Regions from separate parts of the Mus musculus genome. Here regions 1, 2 and 4 are each linked to region 3. Evidence: chromatin contacts called from public HiChIP or PLAC-seq and Micro-C data. All regions are on one chromosome and are shown on one strand. The core of a region is the stretch at or near the end of the contact, and the rest is flanking DNA. Distances in the headings are between cores, read along the strand shown. Region 1 overlaps Pax7 (paired box 7). Region 2 overlaps Aldh4a1 (aldehyde dehydrogenase 4 family, member A1). Region 3 overlaps Arhgef10l (Rho guanine nucleotide exchange factor (GEF) 10-like). Region 4 has its middle 34 kb from the start of Klhdc7a.

What was found. A called contact is a pair of places that touch in the nucleus more often than the background predicts. HiChIP or PLAC-seq counts read pairs in DNA pulled down with a chosen protein or histone mark.
Region 1: a contact with region 3 is called in an H3K27ac HiChIP or PLAC-seq map of stem cell-derived neural progenitor cells, with 4 times the contacts expected there. The contact joins two enhancer-like sites. A contact is called at or near these places in 2 of 115 datasets of contacts at active chromatin or transcription factors (acute myeloid leukemia and stem cell-derived neural progenitor cells) and 1 of 9 other capture datasets (embryonic stem cells).
Region 2: a Micro-C map of the G1E-ER4 cell line shows a contact between it and region 3. The contact joins two enhancer-like sites. A contact is called at or near these places in 1 of 15 datasets of contacts at CTCF or cohesin (large pre-B cells), 5 of 484 Hi-C or Micro-C datasets (the G1E-ER4 cell line, the HL-1 cell line and palatal mesenchyme), 1 of 115 datasets of contacts at active chromatin or transcription factors (astrocytes) and 1 of 9 other capture datasets (embryonic stem cells).
Region 4: a contact with region 3 is called in an H3K27ac HiChIP or PLAC-seq map of embryonic stem cells, with 2.9 times the contacts expected there. The contact joins two enhancer-like sites. A contact is called at or near these places in 3 of 115 datasets of contacts at active chromatin or transcription factors (embryonic basal ganglia and embryonic stem cells) and 1 of 9 other capture datasets (embryonic stem cells).

What each region holds. Positions count from the first base shown.
Region 1 is chr4:139,769,798-139,772,497 of GRCm38.p6, forward strand. The region is part of intron 7 of Pax7 (paired box 7); the gene reads right to left. Among named protein-coding and RNA genes, the nearest start is that of Gm42334, 36 kb to the left of the region's middle. Within about 2 kb of position 1,399, at least 16 of the 459 cell types and tissues checked have an H3K27ac peak or open chromatin away from gene starts, as enhancers often do. A contact at or near this core is called in stem cell-derived neural progenitor cells, where this site is marked.
Region 2 is chr4:139,638,521-139,641,220 of GRCm38.p6, forward strand. It overlaps Aldh4a1 (aldehyde dehydrogenase 4 family, member A1), which reads left to right. Exons shown (of 15, transcript NM_175438.4): 8 at 1-42; 9 at 2,093-2,166. Among named protein-coding and RNA genes, the nearest start is that of Mir7020, 4.2 kb to the right of the region's middle. Within about 2 kb of position 1,366, at least 55 of the 459 cell types and tissues checked have an H3K27ac peak or open chromatin away from gene starts, as enhancers often do. A contact at or near this core is called in the G1E-ER4 cell line and the HL-1 cell line, where this site is marked.
Region 3 is chr4:140,554,386-140,557,085 of GRCm38.p6, forward strand. The region is part of intron 21 of Arhgef10l (Rho guanine nucleotide exchange factor (GEF) 10-like); the gene reads right to left. Among named protein-coding and RNA genes, the nearest start is that of Gm42335, 49 kb to the right of the region's middle. Within about 2 kb of position 1,371, at least 30 of the 459 cell types and tissues checked have an H3K27ac peak or open chromatin away from gene starts, as enhancers often do. A contact at or near this core is called in the G1E-ER4 cell line, the HL-1 cell line, embryonic stem cells and 1 more, where this site is marked.
Region 4 is chr4:140,000,935-140,003,634 of GRCm38.p6, forward strand. No RefSeq gene overlaps it. Among named protein-coding and RNA genes, the nearest start is that of Klhdc7a, 34 kb to the left of the region's middle. Within about 2 kb of position 1,312, at least 15 of the 459 cell types and tissues checked have an H3K27ac peak or open chromatin away from gene starts, as enhancers often do. A contact at or near this core is called in embryonic stem cells, where this site is marked.

The sequences.
Region 1 (2,700 bases), core at 149-2,648, 780 kb before region 3:
GACCATACAGTGAGGCTAAGAGCTGAGAGAGTGAGCCTTTAGTTTTTCCAACCCCGCTGCAGTGGTCGGGGCCCAGCAAGACCTCTTCATAGTAGGATCTGCTCAGGGTGAGAGAAGCAGAAAGAACCCCAGTTATGTTCCTGCCTTGTACAAGGTGCAGCAAGGGCTTGTTCCTGTCAAATGCCTAGTTTCTTTCTTTTTGTCTTTCTTTGGACAGGGTCTCATGTATCCTAGGCTGGCCTTGAATTTGATATGTAGCCTAGGCTGGTTTTGAACCTCCGATTCTCCTGCCTCTACCTCTTGAGTAATGGGATTGCGGGTGTGCACGACCAAGCCCTGTTTATGTGTTGCTGTGGATGGAACCCAGGTTCCTGTGTGCTACGCAGCACTCTACCTACTGAACTACACTCCCAGCCCCTCACTAAATTCTAAGGCTGCAGATGAATGGTGGGGATGAGGAGAGGGAGGCCCAGGAAGCTCATGGACATTGTTTGAGGTCATACGAGCAGAGACAGGGGCTGGAATTGAAAGCCCAGAGCACGCAATGAGCCCACACCACATCTCTGTTATGGGCTGTCATATAATCTTTGCTATGTTGCAACCTGTTTGCCTCCTGAATCTCTGCTGCTCTTCCTGCTGAGTCAGAAATCTTCCAGAATTGTCCATGATCAATTCTCCAATGGCAGGGAGAGGAAGAGGTAGTGTCCTCCCGAAAAATACAACTTGCTAGAGCACAGGTGATCTGCAGTGACCTCAAATCCCTCTTTCCCCAGTCTCCCCTTGTGCTGTGTCCCACGAACTTGACAGACATCATGATGGATTCAAGGACAGACCAGATGAGCAGCTGCTTCCATGCCCCCCACCCCCCAGGGAACCCTTGTTACTGTGCTCTGTCAAGCCTCAGACCTGGGGTTGACCAACAATTGCTAGAGACCTACTATGTTCCAGATGCTGAAAAGGACATGTCACCCAGTGAACACGATCCTGAGTTATAAGGAGTTCCCTCAGCCTCTGGGGATATGGCGCCTTATATAGGCTCCTCTTGCTGGCCTTGGCCCCATCAGGAACAGAGGGCAGCACTGACCACACTTTTCCAGGGTTAGGTGGAAACACTTAAATAGACGTAGTTATTTTCTATAGTGAACTCAACTGCAGCTCTCCAGATCCCATCCTGAGAAAGGGCCAGCAGATTGTACCATTGTGCCTTCAATCATTAAACTGTCCCCAGTGTCACCCTGCAAGCCAAGCCACAAGCCATTTGTCCTGACCCTAGCAGGTATAGTCCCTGCCACCTCCTCATCCTTAGCTAGCTGCCTGCGGGCTTCCTTTTCTGTGTTAGGAAGGCAGTTCCCACCCTTGACCCTCCCCCCTCCTTGTTCCCTTTCTTTACCCAGGATAAAGGGCGAAAGCAGAGACATAAACAGGGCTCTGTTTTCACCACTGCCGCTCTCCCCAGGGACCAGAGCCTTGGCCTCTGATGGACGAAAGCAGGTGGCAGTGTCGGGAGCAGCAGCCAGTGGGAAATAACTCAGCTTTTCCACGGAGGTGGGTGACCTCCGACAAAGGCAGAATGGCTGGAGAGCACACAAGGCACACTGGCAGGGTCCGCTCCTCTGGTGAGGGAGGGAGGAAGGGAGGGAGGCTCTGCCTACCCAGGCCAGGACTAAAGCTGGCCACCAAGACCGTGGATCAGACCTCCAGAGTGGCTAGTTTTTTGCCAGAGCTGGCCCTGCCAAGAATGTCAGGGGAGGGGGGCGGTTTCCTGCTGGAGTGGGAGGGACCCCTGGAGAACAGAGCAATGGTGACATGTCCCCCAGCTGCTGCCCCATCTGGCTTTAACTGGGGGCTGGCAGATGTGGCCTGCATCTCTACAAGATGGGCAATTACTGGGTATGGGGAAAACCAGTTGATGCTTTAAAAAAAAAAAAAAAAGGTACTGAGCTACGGGTCCAAGAAAAGCCAGCCACAGACTCCTGGTCCTGTTTGAAAACTGACCCTTGACCCCAGTCATGGTGAGAAACAAGGCAGGGAAGGAGGGTGGGGATGACTCCACTGGCTTTACCCTGCTCCTAGGAACAGAGGCAGAGTCCTGAGTCGTCCCCACCCTTTCCCTTGCAGCTCACCTTCTAGGAGGACAGTAGGCAGCTTCCAGGGCTTTCCACAGATAGGAGAGTTTCATGCACAGCAGCTCTCTCCAGGTTGAGTCAGCTGAACGCACTACATTGCTCTAAAGAAGAAACTGGCACAGCATTTTCCCAGCCAACCAAAATGGAAGGGAGAGCAGGGAAGGATGGCGGAAGGAGTGAAGGAGAGGTGAAGCCTAGGTAGGTGAAAGGGTGCAGAGAGTGACCATCTACCAAGCACCTACTGTGTGCCAGGTACTTTGCTCAAATCTCCCATTAGTCCTCACAGTGCCTCTGAGAAGCAGAGATGATAGCCCTCCTTTCAGGTAAGAGAAATGAAACCCAGAGAGGCTAAGTAAGCTGCCCTGGGAGTCACACGACCTCAGGATAAGCAGCAGAATCAGAACTTGATGTTCTGATCCACCTTGTTGTTTCTTCTGATGCAGCCCACCTCCCACTTATGGGGGCCTGAGAGAGAGGCTTCCCAAGGAAAGAAGAGCACGGAGACCCCTAGAAACCCCACGGAGGCAGAGGGAAGGAAGCCCATGGCAGGAGAGTCACCTGGGAAGGGAGGCAA
Region 2 (2,700 bases), core at 116-2,615, 920 kb before region 3:
CTCAGAGCACCTTTGTGGCATCAATTTTACAGGCAGTGTCCCGTAAGTCCCTGAGGGGGTGGGACGGGACATGGGGTGTAGGGATATGAGCTGATGTTTGCGGCTGTGAACCCAGCGGTCACACGCTGGCCTTGCCCACTCCCTCTGTGTGAGCATGGGCGAGCCACTGTGCCGAATGAGAGTGGAGGGGTCCCTATCTTGGTGAATCTTTGAAAGGATGGAAAAGGTGAACCATTGTGTGGGCTGGAAACACAGCCCGTGGCTGAGGACAGCCTCCCACCACAGAGGGCATGAACGGGTGAGCTGGAAACAGGAGATGCTGGGCCTGCATTGTGGAGGAGGCACCCCCGTGGAAGGTTGGCTAGGCAGAGGTGAGGAGGTGGGAACAGGGTTATAGGAAGGAGGAGGATACTAAGGGGGCCTGCTGGCTAAGCCTGTGATACTTTGCAGGGCGTGTCCCCTGGGCCTGGAGGGTGGAGTCAGAGGGGCAGACCAGGCATCAGCACGCAGACTCAGCAAGTGTCTTCCAACCCCCAACCCCCAACACCCCCCACCCCCCCCCCCCCGAAGCACAGAGTTCTGTGTCAAGGCTGGAGATAAGTTAGCTATGAGGTCAAGGTCCCTGCTCGCCACCTGTCCACTCCGCCTCCCTGGGTCCCATCTTTCAGATTTGGCCCAGCAGCTCCTAGGAGTCTTCCGAATCTGCAGAGGTGTGTGTGGGCTGCACGCGGAAGGTGGTGGGAGACGCGGAAGGTTCTAGGGAATTGGTCTAAGCACTGTACTGTTTCAGGCTGGGGTTGCCCATTGGATCTAAGAGGGGCTAGCTTTGTTTTCTTGGATTCCTAAGAGCCATAGCCCGGACATGTCTAATTGGGAGTGTTTTATCTTTTAAACCTTATGTGGTGTATGTTCCGGTCCCCCTGGGCCTGCACGTCTCATTAGCTAGAGGTGGACAACACTTTGTAGCTTCCTCAGACCCTCTCCATACCTGGGTCTGTGTATCCCAGGTCTGCCCACTGTTTGCCCTCCTCTCCTGTCTGTACTCTCTCCTAGGATTCGGCTTCAAAAGGTCTGGAAGTTGGGAGCTTCAGGGATTGGGATAATAGCTATGGATCATGTAGAGATCTCAGAGCCTAGGGCATAGTACACCAAGCAGGGTGGTGAGCCAGTGGGGGTCTGCAGCCAGGGTCTGAGTCCGGGACAGTCTGGCCTCGGTAGGAAGAGGGATTGATACTGTCAGGGTATACAGGCTTGGGGGCAGTTGAGTCATGTGTAGGTCACTGACTGAGGAGCTTTCTGGTCGAGTGGGTGGAGCTGACTGGGACAGCCCCGTGTCCCATTTAGCATCTGCAGCCCTTACTGTGTGGCACCTGCAATGGCGTCTCTGCACCCTCCGTGCCTGGTTCGCCAGTGTGGGTGGTTGGTAGCTTGAGGAGTGCTGACAGGGCCTTTTCCCCAGAGGCCTGTCCTGCCAGTGCTCGGGTCTCTGCCTGTTAGCAGGCAGAGAGAGGGCCTGGCCCCCTGTTTGCTACGCTCTAGCAAGCTGCTAGGCCGAAGGTAGCAAAGTCATAAATTACCGTTAGCTGCTGTGCCGGGTGATTAGCATTTTTATTGTTTTGTGGTGTTGAGGTTGGTCACAGTGAAGCCCGGGGAGGAGGCTTGTGTCTCAGGGGCGGCAGGTCCGGGTGGCCTGAGCTGTTGGTTTGGTCTGTCAGGCCAGGCCCTGGGCCAGGATGCTCCCCATAGCCACCGAGGTGTGTGTTGCTTTTGAGCGACTGCAGTGTGCCCAGCGTGAGCCTAAGTTCGGGCTTATTCTGGAACGCCTGTGGGCCGAGCTCATTCTTCAGGTGAGGTGCAGAATTGGAGGCTTGGCGACACTTCACACAGCCCTGTGTCAGAGCCCGGGACCAGCACTATCTGTTTTCACATCTGGGCCTTCTGGGTGCCACCCCACCCCCATCACAGCTGCCAGTATCCACTTAGTTCCTCCTGGTACTACCGTGACCCCTGCACACCCGCCTTAGGCATTTCCCCCAGGTCTTTTTAGCCTCTTCCTCTCGTGGCTTCTTGACACTGTGTCTCTTGGTTCTAGCACCTTCAAACACCTGTGGAGGCAGGTGGCCCAGAACCTGGACCGGTTCCGTACCTTCCCACGCTTGGCTGGAGGTGAGCCCCGCCCCTCACACGCTTCCAGGGACCCCCCCTTCCTGAGCCATTATGAGCAACCAGGAGAAAGAGAAGGGTCACTTGGATCTTCTTGGGATCCTTTGAGCCAACAATGGGGACTTCTCTATCAGCCTGCACAGTGACACTCCTCCCCCCCCCCCCCGCCCCCGGAGCTATGTGTGAGCATGAAACACCTAATCATGCCTGTGGCGGGGACTGAAAGCTGTGTTCCTTTTTGGACCTGTGTTGGTGGCACACATGACTCAGGGCTGCTGTGTGGAAAGCACGGGTCTGAGCAGGGGAGGAAGGAGCCCATTTGTGGGTGTGGAGGGGGGACAGGAAAGGAGGAAGCTAGCTGAGAGGACAGCAGCGTGGTCTCTCATCAGCAGTGGTAACTCTCTCCCTGAGAAACCATTCTCTGATCACAAACACTTGATGCACGTTGTGAGGCAAAGCCAATGGACTCTCCTCCTCCAGGGTTTCTCAGAGCTTTTAGTACTCCATTTATATCCTCAGAGAGTATAACTGGCTATG
Region 3 (2,700 bases), core at 121-2,620:
GATGTGACCGGCTGCCTCAAGGCCCTGCCTTCACGCCTTCCTTTCCTTCCATGGTGGAATGTACCCCTAAACCTATGATCCCCCCTAAAAACAAAAACAAAAAACCTGGCCAGCATTCACAGTAATAAAATGTGGATAAAGTGCTCATCACCATAGAGGTGACACTGAGGGACTAGGAAGCAAAACTAGGTCCTGACTGGCATGAGGCAGGACCCACATGGGGACTTGGGGCTTCTAGGCTCCAATAACCAAGTTCTTCACACTAAATCTACAAGAACACAAGGCCACACCCCTCCAACATGGCCACACACCCCTCAATACGGCCACACCTACAGGGACACACTTACTCCAACAAGACCTCGCCTGCTCTAACAAGGCCACACCTACTTCAATAAGGCCACGCCTACTCTAACAAGGCCACTCTGAGTCCCAGTGTGCTGTCACAGACCAATGCTAGCTCTGTCCGAAGATGCCAACCTTCAGGGAGCCTACAACTCTGGGGTCATGAAGAGGTCATCAACTGTTGGGACAACAGCCTCCCTAAGGCCCACACTCCTCCTTGGTGGAAAACAGGAAGGCACACTTCTTTTGGATGTGTGACCGGCCCTCCACCCAGCCTCCAGAGCCAGTCCTCCACAGAACCCCATTGCTCCCTATTTGAAAATACCAGTGGTGTCCTGGTTGGCTTGGAGTAAGCCCTAGACTCTTCTAGAAGAGCCACAAGGACCACCCTCCCTCCCAGCCGCATCTCCTGATCACCAGGCTCCACAATTGTCAGCAGTTTCAGCACGCAGCTCTTGATGTCCCTTTACGGGGAACGCTGCCCTGCTACCCCAGCCCGTTCTGCAGGGGGCTCCTCTCCTAACCACATCCCCATTCTCCCTTCTCAACAGTCCCAACCCACCAGAACTGTCACATCCCTCATTACTGCAAGTGTCTCCAGATTGGGGCGACTCAATTTAAGTCCATCCACTTTGCCATGGTGAGAAAGCCGGAGACTAGCCTTGGATTCTGAGCATTGATCTTCCCTGGACTGGCACTAGGTGGCGCCATCTCTCAAGATGCTAGACAGCCAGCCCCAGGTCACCCACCTCAGCACACCAGGCATTTCTGGAGGTTGCCTTTTTGGATCTTGTCACATTTCCCAACCCCCACCTGTGTATGGTTCCCATGCGTGCATGTATGTACGTGTGTCCATGCATCCAAACTTGGTTTGTCCTCATTTCTAAAGATGGCACCCGGGATATTGGGCATGCCCAGGCAAGCATTACAGCCGAGCTCTATCCCAGCTATTTATATACATGGCCTACACACACTTGATTAAGCACACACTTCGATCCTGGGCTAATGGAAATGACCCGGACGTGCTAAAGGTCGGCTGGGCTAAGCTGTGCTGTGTGGGAGGTTAGAGGTTAAATGTGGTTTTCCCTTCAGATGAGCCTATGAGGCACAAGGCATTATAACTGAAGGAACGGGGTTGGCTCTGCTCCTCCACGGGCTTCTCCATTCTGGTGTGCATGCGATGTGGAAGCAGGAGGCTCTCTACCGTGCCGCTGGTCCATGGAGGCCAAAACTATCTATCCATGTGCTTTCTATGCAAACACAACAGTAGCAGCTTTTACGAAAGGCCAAAGAGAAAGGCTGGCCTGTGTAATGATGAACCACTCCTGAGAGAGACCCAGCCCAAACGCCAGCTGGGTCACAGAGACTGGAGTGGTCACATGGGTGACCACCACACTGGAGAAGCTGTAGGCTCCCTATAATGCACAAAGGCTGGCCGGGGACCCCGATGGCTCCCATCCCTGTCTGAAGCCCTCAGCAGTGACAGCATTTCCTAATGGGCCCCAGAAGTGGCCCTTCACACTCTGGGCCCTGGAAACTGTCCCATAAAACCTATATCCCTGTCACGGGAAAGAGGGGAAAAAGCCAGCATGTGAGAGATGTGTCAGGCCAAGCACGACTTCCGCACATGCATACAAGTCGCCCCATCGGGGAACCGCAGTAAAGAAAGTAAGCCATTGGGCTGGATGCACAGTACGCTCAGGCCACGGTGGGAAAAGGCCTGCCCTGCTACCTCTCAGTTAAGGCCCAGCAGTAAATAAACACAACCCAATTTAAGATGCTATCCCTGCCCAGGGAACACTCACAGCCAAAGTCACCATGCCACGCAGGAGACCTGTGACGCTCACCCACCTGACAGCCAGATAGGTGAACGCACAGCACCCACCCCCACAGCTCCCCCCAGCTCCTCCCTCTGTCCCCCTGTTCCCCCCCAGCCTATCAGACCCTGGCATTTCATCACCATATATATTTTTAACGATCTGACCTTCTCCCTCCAGATGGTGCCTTTCTTGTGTGCAACTGAGATTGCTAAATGAAAATGGAGTTGTGGGCTCCCCATCTGTCGCTGCCATTGTCCCTGTCACAAAACCAGAGCGGCTGAGACCCGATGAGGAGGCTGTGGCCACTGAACATGGAAAGTCTACCTGGGGTAGGTGACATTCAGGTGACGCACCAACGGCACAGTGGTGATTTCGACTGACACTAAGTGGAGGCTTATTTAGGGCCGTGTTTGGCAACGCTCATGGTACTCAAGAGCCATTGTGGCACAGGAGGGAGCTCTAGGGATGGAAGCCTTCCCCCTCCCCCCTTACCCCCTCCCCCAGCCTAGGAAGCATCTCCTCAAACCTACTAGAAGCA
Region 4 (2,700 bases), core at 62-2,561, 550 kb before region 3:
CTCTGAGAACCCCAAGTCATGGTTCATCTGGTCACCCAGATGGAAAGGTCAGGGTCAGAGAAAGCAACAGGCTGGGGACTGGGGTGTGAGGAGCCTGGCCACAGTCTGCATGCAGCCTTGGGTATGCTTCCTCAGGGACAGCGGTGGCCATATGTGACCTTTGGCCTGACTCGCTCCTCCTTCGTGATTGCCTCATGGAACACATGTAGTAATTCTAAAAGCCAACTTGGCAAGGATGCCCAGAGGAGGAACTGAGAGTATGTGGAGTGACTAAGCACAGCACCCAGGTACTCGGGTGCAGGTACTTAGTCACAGTCACTCTCCTGGTCATGGTCGGTGGTACCCCCTGCTGCCTCCCTTACCTCACACAGCCAGTACACAGCCATAAACAGTCTCCACTTGCAGGCTCGGCTATGAAGGACTTTGTAGTGTGGTGTCCCCTCCTCAGGCTGTCCTACCTACTTCCTGGAACCTGTTCTGTTTGCTTTTTCTATTTTCTCCATTTTTAGATCCGACAGCAGAGGCCCAGAGAGGGCAAGTTGTTCACAAAGGCCACACAGGAGCCTAGGAGTAGAGCCCAGAAAGGGAACTGAGTGGTTTGGGTAACCAGGCAGACTTGGGTTCAAGTCCTGACCCAGGCTTTGATCCGCCTGAGTGGATTCTGATGGTTCTTCACCTTCCTGTTCTCACATTCTCTTTCAAAGGTGGGCATGCAGCTCAGTGGTGGGGCGCCCACCCACTGAGTGTGGGTCCACAGAGCTCAGTGGTGGGGCATCGCCTAGTGAGTGTGGGGCCCCGGAGCTCAGTGGTGGGGCGCCCACCTAGTGAGTGTGGAGCCTCGGCTTTCCTCTGGAGTCCTAGCACTGAATTAAAAAAAAATTGAATGTGTGGGATGACTCCAAATTCTGTCTTGTAAAGTCTAGGAAGGAGGAGAGCATTCTTCGTGTGGTCAACAAGGCCACTGTGTTCTTTGCCCGCCTTTGGTAGGGGTTCTCTGCTTTGATTAGTGACTATTTTCTGGGCGACAACTCATGGAAGTCCCTTGAGGGACCTGCTGCTATGTGCCAGAGGGTAACCCCTGCCCGGGGAGCCAGTCAGGCAGGGCGTGAATGGACAAGGAGAGACAGAGCCTCCATTTGAGGTCCTGACCCTGCCTGTACCTGGCTCTGGTGGAGGACGGGATGGGTGGTGGGGTCCTGGTCTTCTGGGATTCATTCGGGCTCAAGGTGATTGAGCCTCTCAGAAGCAATACAGGGGCAAAGGAAGGTGACGCCTTTAATGCAGAGAGAAGCATCGAGTTCCAGCCAACCAGCGACATTTGCATTTAAATGGAGGTCTGCAAGTCTGTAAATCTGCATTTCCCAACCGCAGAGCCCTAATGGTTGTTTAATCACGTTTAGATGAACCCCCTGGAGCACTGGGGGTAGGCGCAGCACCGTCTTAGCTCTGTTACAGAGGCTGAGATCAGGCACTCCTTCCTCCTATCTCCTGTCCCGGACAGGCTGCTCACTCTAGAGAAGCGACCGGCCCCTGTCCATGCCAGGATTAACTCAGAACTGGCAGAAGTAGGATTGGCCCCAAAGTCCCCGCAGCCTCCACAGTAATGAGGATGGTGACAAGATTTGAAGAAATGGGCAGCCGGAGCTCTGAGCAGGGCCTGCACGTGCTCCGAGCTTGATGGTTTCTCGTTCTACCTCGGACTGTAGTGCCCACTGAGGCTGAGCAAGCCGGTGGCGTGGACACCGTCCAGGCTTTAGGGTGGCATGTGGGGGTGGCGGCTGATGAACGGGTTCCTCACCGGAGTCACCTATCCTGTGAGACAGACCTCTGAACCCCTGTTCCTCAGGACGTTGGCTTCTGCGAGGTGTTCGCTCTCCCTCAGCTTCCTCATCCACGAAAGGTTCCTGTCCCCTTGTCTTAGATGCTGGCCTTCTAAAGAGCACCAGCTCTGTCTTATCCCTCGCCTGGGGCCTGGCAGGTAATAAGTGCTTAATGAGCACTTGGATCTGTTGTTACTTAGACACGTGCAATAGTACCAGGGACCCTGTAGCTTATCGGTGTTCTTTAGCTCAAAGGCACAGTCACTGGCATCAGGCAGGCCTGGGTCTTAATCTCAGCCTTACCGAGGAACTCATACCAAGTTAGATCCTCACACATGAGGGCTTGTTGAGTCTGGGCCCACAGGATCTGGGCAGACAATTACTCTTGTCTCTGCCTTCAGCACTTTCAATCAGGACAGGGTAGATGGGGGGGGGGGTATTGCCATTGCCGATGTAGCCCAGGATGTGTAAATGATCTTGAACCCCTGATCCCCTTGCCTCCACCTCCCTAGAGCTAGACTGACAGGCCTGTACCCCATCCCTGGTTTATGCTGTGTCAGGGATTGAACCCAGGACTTTGTGCATGTTAGGTGGGCACTCTACCAACTGAGCCACAGCCCGGTGCAATGCTGGTTCAAGTAAAAATGCACGAGAGAACTGGTCAACCAGCTCTCAGCACCACCTTGTGCCTTTGGTCCAAATGACAGGGACTGTCACCAGGGTCACCCCTCATGTCCCATGACCCCTTCCCCAGATCGTGGTCCAGCCCTACCCTCCTCCTTGGCCTGACACAGCTGACTGGTAATGTGTTCTTTCTGAGCCGGGCCCCCACCACTTTCCCCATTGGAAAAAGCAATTAGATCGTGTTTACCAGAGTACG